2 separate regions of the Ovis aries genome follow, and region 2 is linked to region 1. The links are chromatin contacts, called in public Hi-C maps. All regions are on one chromosome and are shown on one strand. Each heading gives the region's core, a stretch centred on a gene start, on an enhancer-like site or on the middle of the called end of the contact. The rest is flanking DNA. Distances are from core to core; before and after follow the strand shown.

Evidence for each region. Hi-C and Micro-C count contacts between places; a contact is called where the count stands out from the background.
Region 2: a contact with region 1 is called in a Hi-C map of hypothalamus, with 5 times the contacts expected there. The contact joins the promoter of MDGA1 here to the enhancer-like site in region 1. A contact is called at or near these places in 3 of 16 Hi-C or Micro-C datasets (hypothalamus, liver and tail adipose tissue).

The regions. Positions count from the first base shown.
Region 1 is chr20:11,512,588-11,517,396 of ARS-UI_Ramb_v3.0, reverse strand. No RefSeq gene overlaps it. Among named protein-coding and RNA genes, the nearest start is that of CCDC167, 78 kb to the right of the region's middle. Within about 2 kb of position 2,121, at least 12 of the 54 cell types and tissues checked have an H3K27ac peak or open chromatin away from gene starts, as enhancers often do. A contact at or near this core is called in hypothalamus, where this site is marked.
Region 2 is chr20:11,647,985-11,652,899 of ARS-UI_Ramb_v3.0, reverse strand. MDGA1 (MAM domain containing glycosylphosphatidylinositol anchor 1) reads left to right here and starts at 1,944. Exons shown (of 16, transcript XM_060403599.1): 1 at 1,944-2,389. The coding sequence starts at 2,323.

The DNA of each region.
Region 1 (4,809 bases), core at 872-3,371:
TTCTCTTACATTTGCTTTTATTATGTGCTGCTGCTAAGTGCTTTTTAACCCTTGGAGCTATGAGGAGGGAGGCCCACACAAGGCCATCCCGTATGTCTCTCACCCTCAGGCCCTCCAACTTCTGGAAAATTTGGATGCAAATAACCTCATAAACTACAGTGACTTAGGGAGTTGGGGTGTTCGGTTTCCAGTTGGGCAAAAGAGAACAGGTACATTCCCATCCTTGATTGAAGTTGGGGGGCTGAGGGCTTTCCCCGGCGGTCTAGTGGTTAAGACTCAGAGATTTCAGTGTAGGAAACTCAAGTTGGATCCCTGGTCAGGGAATTAAGATCCCACAGGCCATATGGAGTGGCCAAATAAAATAAAATGAAGTTGGTGGTCTGATAAACCATTCTCTGAATGTCTGGCCCTCCCACCAGCCTGCCCTGAAAACATGGGGTATTGCCCTACCAAGAACCCCGAGGAAGATGATGGAGGTGACAGTGTTACCCCTCCTTCACTCACGAGGTGACCCCGAGCACCGCAGGAGGTGTAGGGCCTGGGGAGACGCCATGAGAGCCAGATGCCTGCTGGAAAACTCTGGGAGAGGCCTCAGTCCTACAGCTGGCCTTGCCTGAGTTTCCTGCCAGGACTGAGCTTAGAGCTGAAGCCACAGAAATGGATGAGACGGAGCTCCGCCCAGGGTGTCCACAGGGCCCTCCCACTTCCCTTTGCAGCTTCTGTGTGTGCGTGAGAGGGGCACAGGGAGGCAAGGCATGCTGGAGGAAACAGGAGGTGTGAAAACCAGAGGTGCAGAGGAGCTGCAGTCTTACCAGTTCCTCCAGCTAACCATGCTCAGGGGAAAAGACGCAGTATTCCCCACAACATGAGGAGTGATGCTTATAAAACCAACGTGAGACACTGGCCCGCAAGGATGTGTGCACCTGTGATTAGGTAAGTATTCCTCAGCCAAAGGAAATCAGCCCCTCCTGCAAAATCCTGTGCCCCAGTAGTGTGTGCCACATGGAGGTGGAGGCGGAGGTGTATCTAGCCTAGGGCTCTCTTGGCCCCAGTCGCAGCTTCCTCTGCACCCGACCCTGTGACTAGCCATGTCCGGACAATCTCTATTCTGCCTTTCCTCCAGAAAGCTTCTCCCTTTCAGCAGCAAGGGCAACTGTGTCTGTAGCCTAGGGCCCTCCTGCTGCAAATCAAACCTGTGACCCCTCCATCCTTTGGGAGAGGTAGGAGAGAGGGACAGTGAGACAATGAATGGGATTCCCAGTAGATCGGCCTCAGCTGGTGCAGCTCCACGTCTTTCCACTCTCCTCTAAGCTCCGAGCCCCTTGGGCTCTCTTAACTGCCCCCTAGTGTGGCCTCTCTGTTCCCTCCACGTCCCTTTGTTCTCTGGGGTTTGGGGGAAACAGTTCTGACAACCTTAACCCCTGATGGTAGAACACACCACATCAAAGAGGTGGCAAGAGAGGCGCTGGATAATAGATGGCTGGAAGCATGAATGATACATATGCAGATAAATGATGGATAATGGGCCCACATGATGTATAGGCGGCCGCCCGAGTAATAGATGTGTAGATATGTATAGATTGATGGAGAGAGACAGTTTCGGAGACAACACAGGGCAGTTGGAAGGACTCATCCAGGAGCCACGATAGATGCCTTGATTCTAGATGGGCAGGGAAATGAGAGGCAGGATCGGTGCCTAGTGAGACAAAGCAGAGGGATATCCTGAAGAATGGCTTCCTGAAAAGAAGGGACAAGAAAAAGACAATGGGCTCAGGATGGACACCCAGATGCTGCTGTCGCCCAGGTAACCAAGGTGGGTCACAGGATACAGGGAGCGAGCTGAAGGACCCTGCACACATGGACAAGTGATGGATGTGCCAGGAGATGAGAGATGGGCAGGCCGATAGGTCAGGACACTCATCTCTGTTCCCCTTGGCCTCGCTCAGCTGCGGGGGCTGGGCTCCCAGACCCCTGGAGCAGAACCCCGCGCGAGGTGCTGAGCCGCTGCTGGCCGCACGGGGGCGCCCACGGCCGGGGTGCTCGCACGAAGGGGCGGGGCAGGGCGGGGCTGCAAGCGGCCGAGGGTCCAGCACCCTGGAGTCTGTTTCCATGACGGCTGGACCCACGTGACCCGTCCCCAACTCCTCCCTCTCCTTGCCTTCATAAATAATGTCCCTGGTTGAAAACTGCTCCCCAAGGCAGGGCAAGAGAAAGGCTTCTTGCTGGGCTGATTTCCCCAGAATCGAAGCAAGTCTTTGAAGGCCAGAGGCTCTGCCTTCCGGAGCTGCCCAAGTCAGTTTGTGCCTTTCCCGTCTCTCCCTCAGCTTTGCCCCTCTTCCCTGTTTTAAATCGTTTCCCTCCCCCTAGTGCTCAGGGTCTTCCTGACCCCAGCTCTTCTCTGGAACCAGCCGAGAGAGACAGCTATTGTTCTGGAAAGGCCAAGACAAACTCCTCGGAGAACGGCGCTGGAGGCTTGGGGGTCGCTGGAGCAGATAAGACCCTCTATCAGCTAAAGCGGGGATGAAACCTAGCTGAGGTGGGGGCCTGTCACAACCAGAGTCGGCAGCCCCTCTCTGGCCCCGCCCCCCGCGCCCCGCCTCCAGATTCAGAGTAAACGGATCTAGGACGGACCGCTGTGGAAGGCCCTTCCTCAGCCCCCAGCTCAGATCTGCCCGCAGCTTTGATGGTAGAAAACTGCAGAGGAGATAGGAGGAGCTGCGGCCCGTAGCAGTGGCCTCTTGGAGGGTTGGGTTCCTGGAGGTGGAGCTGTCGCCACTGGAACAAAAGATCTCTTGCCTAAACCTCTGGCTCATTGTGTCCACTGGAAGCCCTAAGCACAGCCTCAAGCCCTCCAGAGGAGAGAAACTCCGCTGCTTCCAAGTCAAATCTTCACAGTTCTTTTCAGCAACTGCGTATTACCCGACCCCAGGGCCCCTGGAAACAGAGAGCCATGGAGAAGGTTCTGAAGAGCGGCCAACCCCGGAGGCACAGAGAGGTTAAGTGATGAGCTCAGTGTGCTACAGCCTGGAAGCTGCAAGGCTTTAGCCACCATCAAACCTGGGGAAATCTCAGTCCTGGAAAGTTACAGAAAGCATCAGGGAAGGAAGAGTGCAGAGAAAGCGGTCAAAATGTGGGGTATTTTTCATGCGCTGGCTCCCCGCCCCCGCCCCTGTCAACCAATGGCCAAGTGCCCATCTCTGCTTCATACACCCCCTCCAGTTCGTTGCCACTGAGATTTTTTTTTTTTTTTAAATCTGGCTACTTTGCCTCTACCAAAGGTGACACCAAAACCATCTTTAACAAGCAGTGGTGGGGACTTCCCTGATGGTCCAGTGGTTAAGACTTCCGCCTTCCAATACAGGGGGTGTGGGTTCGATCCAGGGTCAGAGCTAAGACCCCATATATCTTGCAGCCAAAACCACAAAACAAAATAGAAGCAATATTATAATAAATTAAATAAAGACTTTAAAATCAAAAACAAGCAGTGGGGGTTGTCCAGGCCAGAGTTGGGGGTGGGTGGGTGGGTGGGGTGGGCAGAGAAGGAATTCCAGCCAGAAGGGAACAACATAGCAAAGGCAGAGAGGCATGGAGGGTGGGGGAAGCAGCTCTGTATTCCTGGGGTGAAGTTTCAGCAGGAGCAGAGAGATTTCAGGAGAAAGAGGCAGGGCTCAGATCACAGAGGTCTTGTTCTCTATCTAAGAAGCTCGCGGTAGGGAACCACTGAAAGGTTTGGAGCAAAAGGATGTAACAACTTTAGATTTGTAATACGGGATGGATTGGAGGCAGGGGGTATGGACAGACTGAGAGGCCAGTTAGGCGGCTACTGCAGTCCAGGGCAACAGTGGGGAGCCTCGTCAGGCTAATAAGGACTGGGTTGGGGGAAAGGGAGGGTCAAAAATATTCCGGTGCTCAAAGCTATCAGGACCTAAGAGAATGAAGACAGAGCAAGCAAAATCGAAGTCAAGGCTGATTCCTGGGTATCTGGCCTGGATGTTGGGGGTACAGTCTGGCCCCTCGCCAAGGGATCAGGTGGGAGGAAAGGCAGACTTAGGGGAAGAGGTCCAGTTTGGAGCAATTGAGTTGGAGGTGCCTGAGAAGGCCTAGACCGACTATCTGGGGGTAGTTGGACACTCTGGCCTAAGCCCCGTGGATGAAGGCTGAAGCAGCAATGTTTTTGGTGGCTGAAATCTTGAGGGAGAGTAGAGGCAACTGTCCAGGAGAGACTGTCCAGCAAGGGCCAAGGTCAGAAGGAGCCAAGAAGGTATTATCAGAGTAGAGCAGTGTCTGGGGAGGGAGGAGGGGGAAGGAGAGGCGCCAAGTCAGGGGCAGCAGAGAGACCCGGTGAGGAAACGCTGAGGCTGGCCGTGGGCCTGGCACTCATCCATATTTTTAAAAGTTTTTATTGAAGTATAATTGCTTTACAACGCTGTATTAATTTCTGCTGTACAGCAAAGTGAGTCAGTTATATACATATGTTCTTCTTCGTGTCCTTTTCCATTATGGTTTATCACAGGATATTGAATCGAGTCCCTGTCTGTGCAGCAGGACCTTGTTGTTTCTCCATCCTGTACACAAAAGTCCGCATCTGCCTACCCCCCACCCCCTCTCAGTCCATCCCTCCCTCACTCCAGCCCTTGGCAGCCACAAGTCTGCTCTCTTTGTCTGTGGGTCTGTTTCTGTTTCATAGATATGTTCATTTGCGTCATATTTTAGATTCCACACGTTAGTGATATCATACTGGTATTTGTCTTTCTCTTTCTGACTTGCTTTGCTTAGTATGATCATCTCCAGGTCTATCTATGTTGTGGC
Region 2 (4,915 bases), core at 695-3,194, 140 kb before region 1:
GGGAAAGCGATCGGAGTGCGGGGGAGGCCGCCCGCCTCGCTTGCTCGCCTTTGCCTCTTCCTGCCGGCGTTTGGGAGGCGCGCTCTCCCCACCCCTGCTCCCGGAGGGCGGGTTTGAGGTAGTGGAGTTCGGGAGCGCGGGGACCACGTAGCGGGAGCCGGCCCCTGGCTAGGCTGCCGGAAGAGAGGGCGCGCCTGGGGCGCTTGGGGGCGCCTGAGGTCCTGAGCGGAGGCAGGACGGGGAGAAGGACAAGCTGCGGAGAACGGGGGTAGCCTGGGGGAATTTCAGCTGCGGGGTCCTGCGGACAGACCTGTTGGCAACCTGTGGGCCGCGCGCGGCGAGGGCTGGAGCTCTGATCGCGCCCTCTTCGCCCCGGGGCTCAGCCAGCGGCTCCCGCGGCGGCCCCCGCGCCGGACGCGGGGAGAGGCAGCGGCTGCCTGGAAAGAGGCGGGGCTCGGCCGGGGGCGGAGGGACTCCAGGGCCACGCAGACAGCCCTGCAGACCCACACAGCGGGCGACCGGCTCGCGCGCCTGCAGGACCCCGAGAGCCGCGGGCGCCCCGGTTCTTCCCCTTCGACCCCCGCTTCGGTCCCGCCCCCCAAAAGTGCAAAACATTTTACAAAGTGTGCCGTGCCCCGCGGGCTAGGTTAGAGTCCCGGGGGCGAACGGCCGTGCTTGCCCGGCGAGTGGACTGGGGTCCGTGCACCCGGCTCGAGCGGTGGGTCTGGGTGTGCGAGGGCAGGCGGAGAGCGAGCGCGAGCGCGCCGCAGAGCCCGCGCCGAAACCCGCGTCCCTTCGCCACTGTCCTCGGGATAGATGGATCCATTTCTGCTTTCTGACATTTTCCTGCTGGGGGGATGGGGGGCGGAGAGAGGGAGAGAAGGGGGGAAGGGCAGAAAGGGGTGGGGGGAGAGAGAGGGAGAGAGAGGGAGAGAGGCAGAAAGGCAGTCAGCTTCCCCCAGCCCTGTTTTGTTTTCTCTAATTGGTCCTGGGGGAGGCGAGGAAATTGGACAGAGGCTGGGCCCGGAGAGCTGGGCTGCCTTTAATTGGCTCCTTTTTTTAACTGGAGGGGAATCAAACAGGAGAGCGAGCGACAAAGGGTGGGAGAGCGAGAGACCGAACGAGGAGCCGCGAGGAGGAGGGAGGAGGGGAGGGGGAGGAGGGAGGAGGTGGGGGCAGGCCGGGGGAGGCGAGGGGGGGGCGCGGAATGAAAAGCTCGGGGTGGGGGGGAAAGCAGCACAGCGAAGCCCAAGTTGCCGAGCTAGGCGAGAGCTCCCACGGCCCGGAGCCCCGCGGCCGCCGCGCCCGGGAGCCCGGCTCGGCCCGGCCCCGCCTGCTTTGGGCCCCCGCCGGCAGAGGCCGCCGGGCGGGGGCGGGGACCACCAACTTGGGGCGCGGCGCAGCCCCGCTCTCCAGAGAGCTCCGAGCCCGGGAGCGCCGCCGCCGCGACCAGACGGCGGGAGCGGAGCGCGGCGAGCGGAGGCGGCGAGCGGCTCCAGCGCCGCAGCCCCGGCCTCGGCGAGAGCGCGAATATTTTTCAAACGACTCAAACTTTCCTTCTTTCCCCGCGTTCTGGGGCCTCTCTTGGATGGAATTGTTCTCCTGATTCCCGCGGGGCGCTGGGGCGCGATTCCTCCCCGGGGTTCCTCCGCGGCTCGGCTAACTTCGCGGACCCGGGGACCCGTGGCTCTCGCCCCTCGGCGGAGCCCAGCCCGCGCTTCTCCCCTGCTCTGGAGGCCCAGAGTCGGGGCTTTTCGCCTCCGAGAGGACGCCTAGCCCGGCCCCCTTGGATCGGGCCATTGAGCCCCCAGCACCGGCCGCAGAGCTGGAGACGGCGGATTAACGCGAGCCGAGCCCGGGCCTCCCCGCCCCCGCTCCACGGAGGGGCGTCCCCTGGGCGGGGAAACGGCAAGTTTGCCAGTCGTCGGTGGCCTGTTGGATCCAAAAGCCTCCGCCTCCGCGGAGGGGTCCCTGGAACCCAGAACCCCGAGCAGACAGCCCTGGGGACCCGGAGAGGCTCGGCGGCCGGGCTCTTTGGGCCGGGGCGCTGGCTGCGGCGCCGGGCGCGCCGAGGCACCCGGGGCCAGGCCAGCGCCCCCTGCGTCCCCACGCGGGCAGCGGCCCCGCCGGAGGAGAAACCCGGATCGCTGCCGCCGCCGCCGCCGCCGCCGCCTCCTCAGTCTCCTGATCGCCGCCGCCGCCCCCACCGTCGCCTCTCGGAGAAGGGGAAGACGCAAGGGGCACCGAGGGGCCCCGGCGGATGCGCCCCCCACTGCCTCTCGGGCTGCGCCGCCTCGCGGGGATGAAGCACGGGCCGTGAAGATGGAGGTGACCTGCCTTCTACTTCTGGCGCTGCTCCCCTTCCACTGCCGGGGACAAGGAGTCTACGGTAAGAGCCCGCGTCCCGCTGTAAGCCCGCTCAGCCCCGCGCGGAAACTTTGCAAGAGGCGCGAAGTGCGCGCTGCGCGGGTTTGATGGGTACCCTGGCTCGGACTCTGGAGTGGATGCCCGGGTCCCCGCCCTTTTCCAGAGCGCGAGGAAATAGAGCTAGCTGCTTCAGCGCACGGAAGCAGGTCGTAGGGTCTGGCGTTAAGCCGGGGATGCCAGGGGGAGGTAGTATCCACTTTCCCAAACCTTGCCTGGGGCGGGAATGAATCGGAAGCCTTGAGAGCATCCAGTTGGCCCGGGAGACCCTGACAGACCGCACACTGGGGACTGAGAAAGCGACTTGCACCGAAATCTTGTCCCACCCTAACTCGGCCTCTGGAGTGGAAGCCAAGCGCTGCACGATCTGGAGTTGCGCGCGGCTGGCGGGTGAGCTGGCTGCCAGCTCCGCGGCCCAGCGGCGGGCTCGCCTTCCCAGCTCTCTCGCTGGGCTTCGCTTCTTGACAGCCCAAGCGGCTGCAGGCATCCCCTAGATCCGGCTCCCACGACGCCAGGATCCCTTCTCGGACCTCTCCTGAGCCGGTTAGTTCTTCCTGTCCCCGGTTCTCAGCTACAAAACCCCAGCTCCACCTTCCTTCTCCCTGCGCGCACACAGACATTCAGCCACGGTCCCCGGGAAAGCAAACACGGCACGCGCCCGTCAGGTGACGTGTCCAAACTCTGCCTCCTGCCCACGCAGCTTTCCTCCCGCGTCCGCACGCCTGGCTCTCAGGCGCCAAGGGAACTTTGGCTACCCCCTTCTTCCTTCTCTCTCATGGGTTTTTTGGGGGAAAGATCCTGCGAGCCGGCATCATCCATTCAGGGTCACAAGGGCTCATCCCTCCCAGGAACCCCCCGTCTGAGTTCTAGCAGCCGGTAATGCCCTGACCCACAGCACAAAAAGTCTCTGGGGCCCGGTGGCCCTTGCCGTGCCTTCTCTTGACTGCAGGGTGGTCTGTGTGGGTCAGTTTTTTAATGTGGTGTAGCTGGAGTGGGGGCGATTCTCTTTCCTTAGGGTGGACGACCTGAGTATTCACCTCTAAATCAGGAGAGGGTTTGAGCTGTTCTGGGGAGGGGGTGGGAGCTGAGGTATTGTCCCCTCAGTTGCCATCCTCAAGTGCAGATGCTAAAAGCCTCTTTCTGGGGATGCCTGGCAAGAGGGAGGGGTGTCCTGGGGCGGGGGGGGGGTGGTATCTGTGAGATGACATCTTCCTGGCCCTACACAGCTAGCTAGCTTGGGTTTAATTCCCCCGGGAGGCTAGCTCAGGCATCTGGCCAAACTCTGCTTCTTAATTAGTTTGTGTCTCTTACTGCCTGGCCCTTTACATAGGCCAGAAAGGGAAAGAAGGGAGAGGAATGCAGCAGGGACTGAGAGAGGCTGGGCTGTGGAGAGGAGCCCACTGAGCGGGTTCCAGAGGACTCGGCCTCCCGGGGGCAGGGGAAGATATCCCGGTGTACTGAGCAGGTCCTGTTTCTTTTTTTCTCCTCGAGATTTCCCTACAGCTTCACTGCCTCCTTAAGAGGTGACCTCAGGAGGGACCAGCCAAGGCCTCTGCCTTCTCACCACACCCAGGGGCTCTGGAGAGCGATGGGGAGCCCTCTGCCTCTGCTGCTGCCTCTGCTGCTCTTCCCTCTCCATGCCCTTGGGCAGATCTGGCAGGCTCATCTCCTGGCCATCCGTCTCCTACATCCCTTCTAGCTTCTTGATCCTTCTCCAGGGCTGCATGAGACCCATCTCGAAGAGGCTCTCATGAGCCTAGCCTGGAAACCCCAGCCACGAGGGCAAGGGGAGGGGCGGTGGTCTCTGTGGACCCTCACTCATAGGACTCTGGGGCCAGGATTTAGCCATTGCCTTATAAGTCCCCCTTTCACTGTATTTTCTCCACTCCCTCGTGTGCCTGGGTTGTAGCTGCTCTCAGAGCAAATCAAGGTGGGCTTGGTGTACTGGGGCCAACCTGGAGCTCTTGGGTGACATTCTTTCCACTTGCCCTTTGAGTGTCTACCTCCAAGGAAGTCTGGGACCTCTGGGGAATTGCAGGGTGGATAGCCTTAATCGGGGTGGATGGAGAGAATGGAAGATCTCGTGTGAGGAGAAGGATGGCAAGAGGCTATGATGCTGGAAATTTGGCCAGCTCTAGCAGAAGGGACAGCTACTCTATCACTGGATCTGGGTTAAGAAACAGTATGGAGAGCTAGTTCTTCTGTGCCCCGCCCCCCACTCCAAAGCAGGTGAGAAAAGAGTAAGAGTGTGGGGGTGAGAGATGGTCACTCATGCCCATCCATCACTGTATGTTGGCACCCAGCGTGGTGCCTGGCACGGACAAACATTTGTTGCATGAATGAAGGGCCATTGCTGGGAGGAAGTTGAGGAAATACTTCCTGAAATTCTTTCTCCCCTAGAAGTCTGTCCAGGATGGTTTTCAGCAGGGTAGTGGGGGCTCTTTGAGAGTCTCTGCTTAGGGCGAGTCATGGAGTCCTAGGCTGGCAGCCA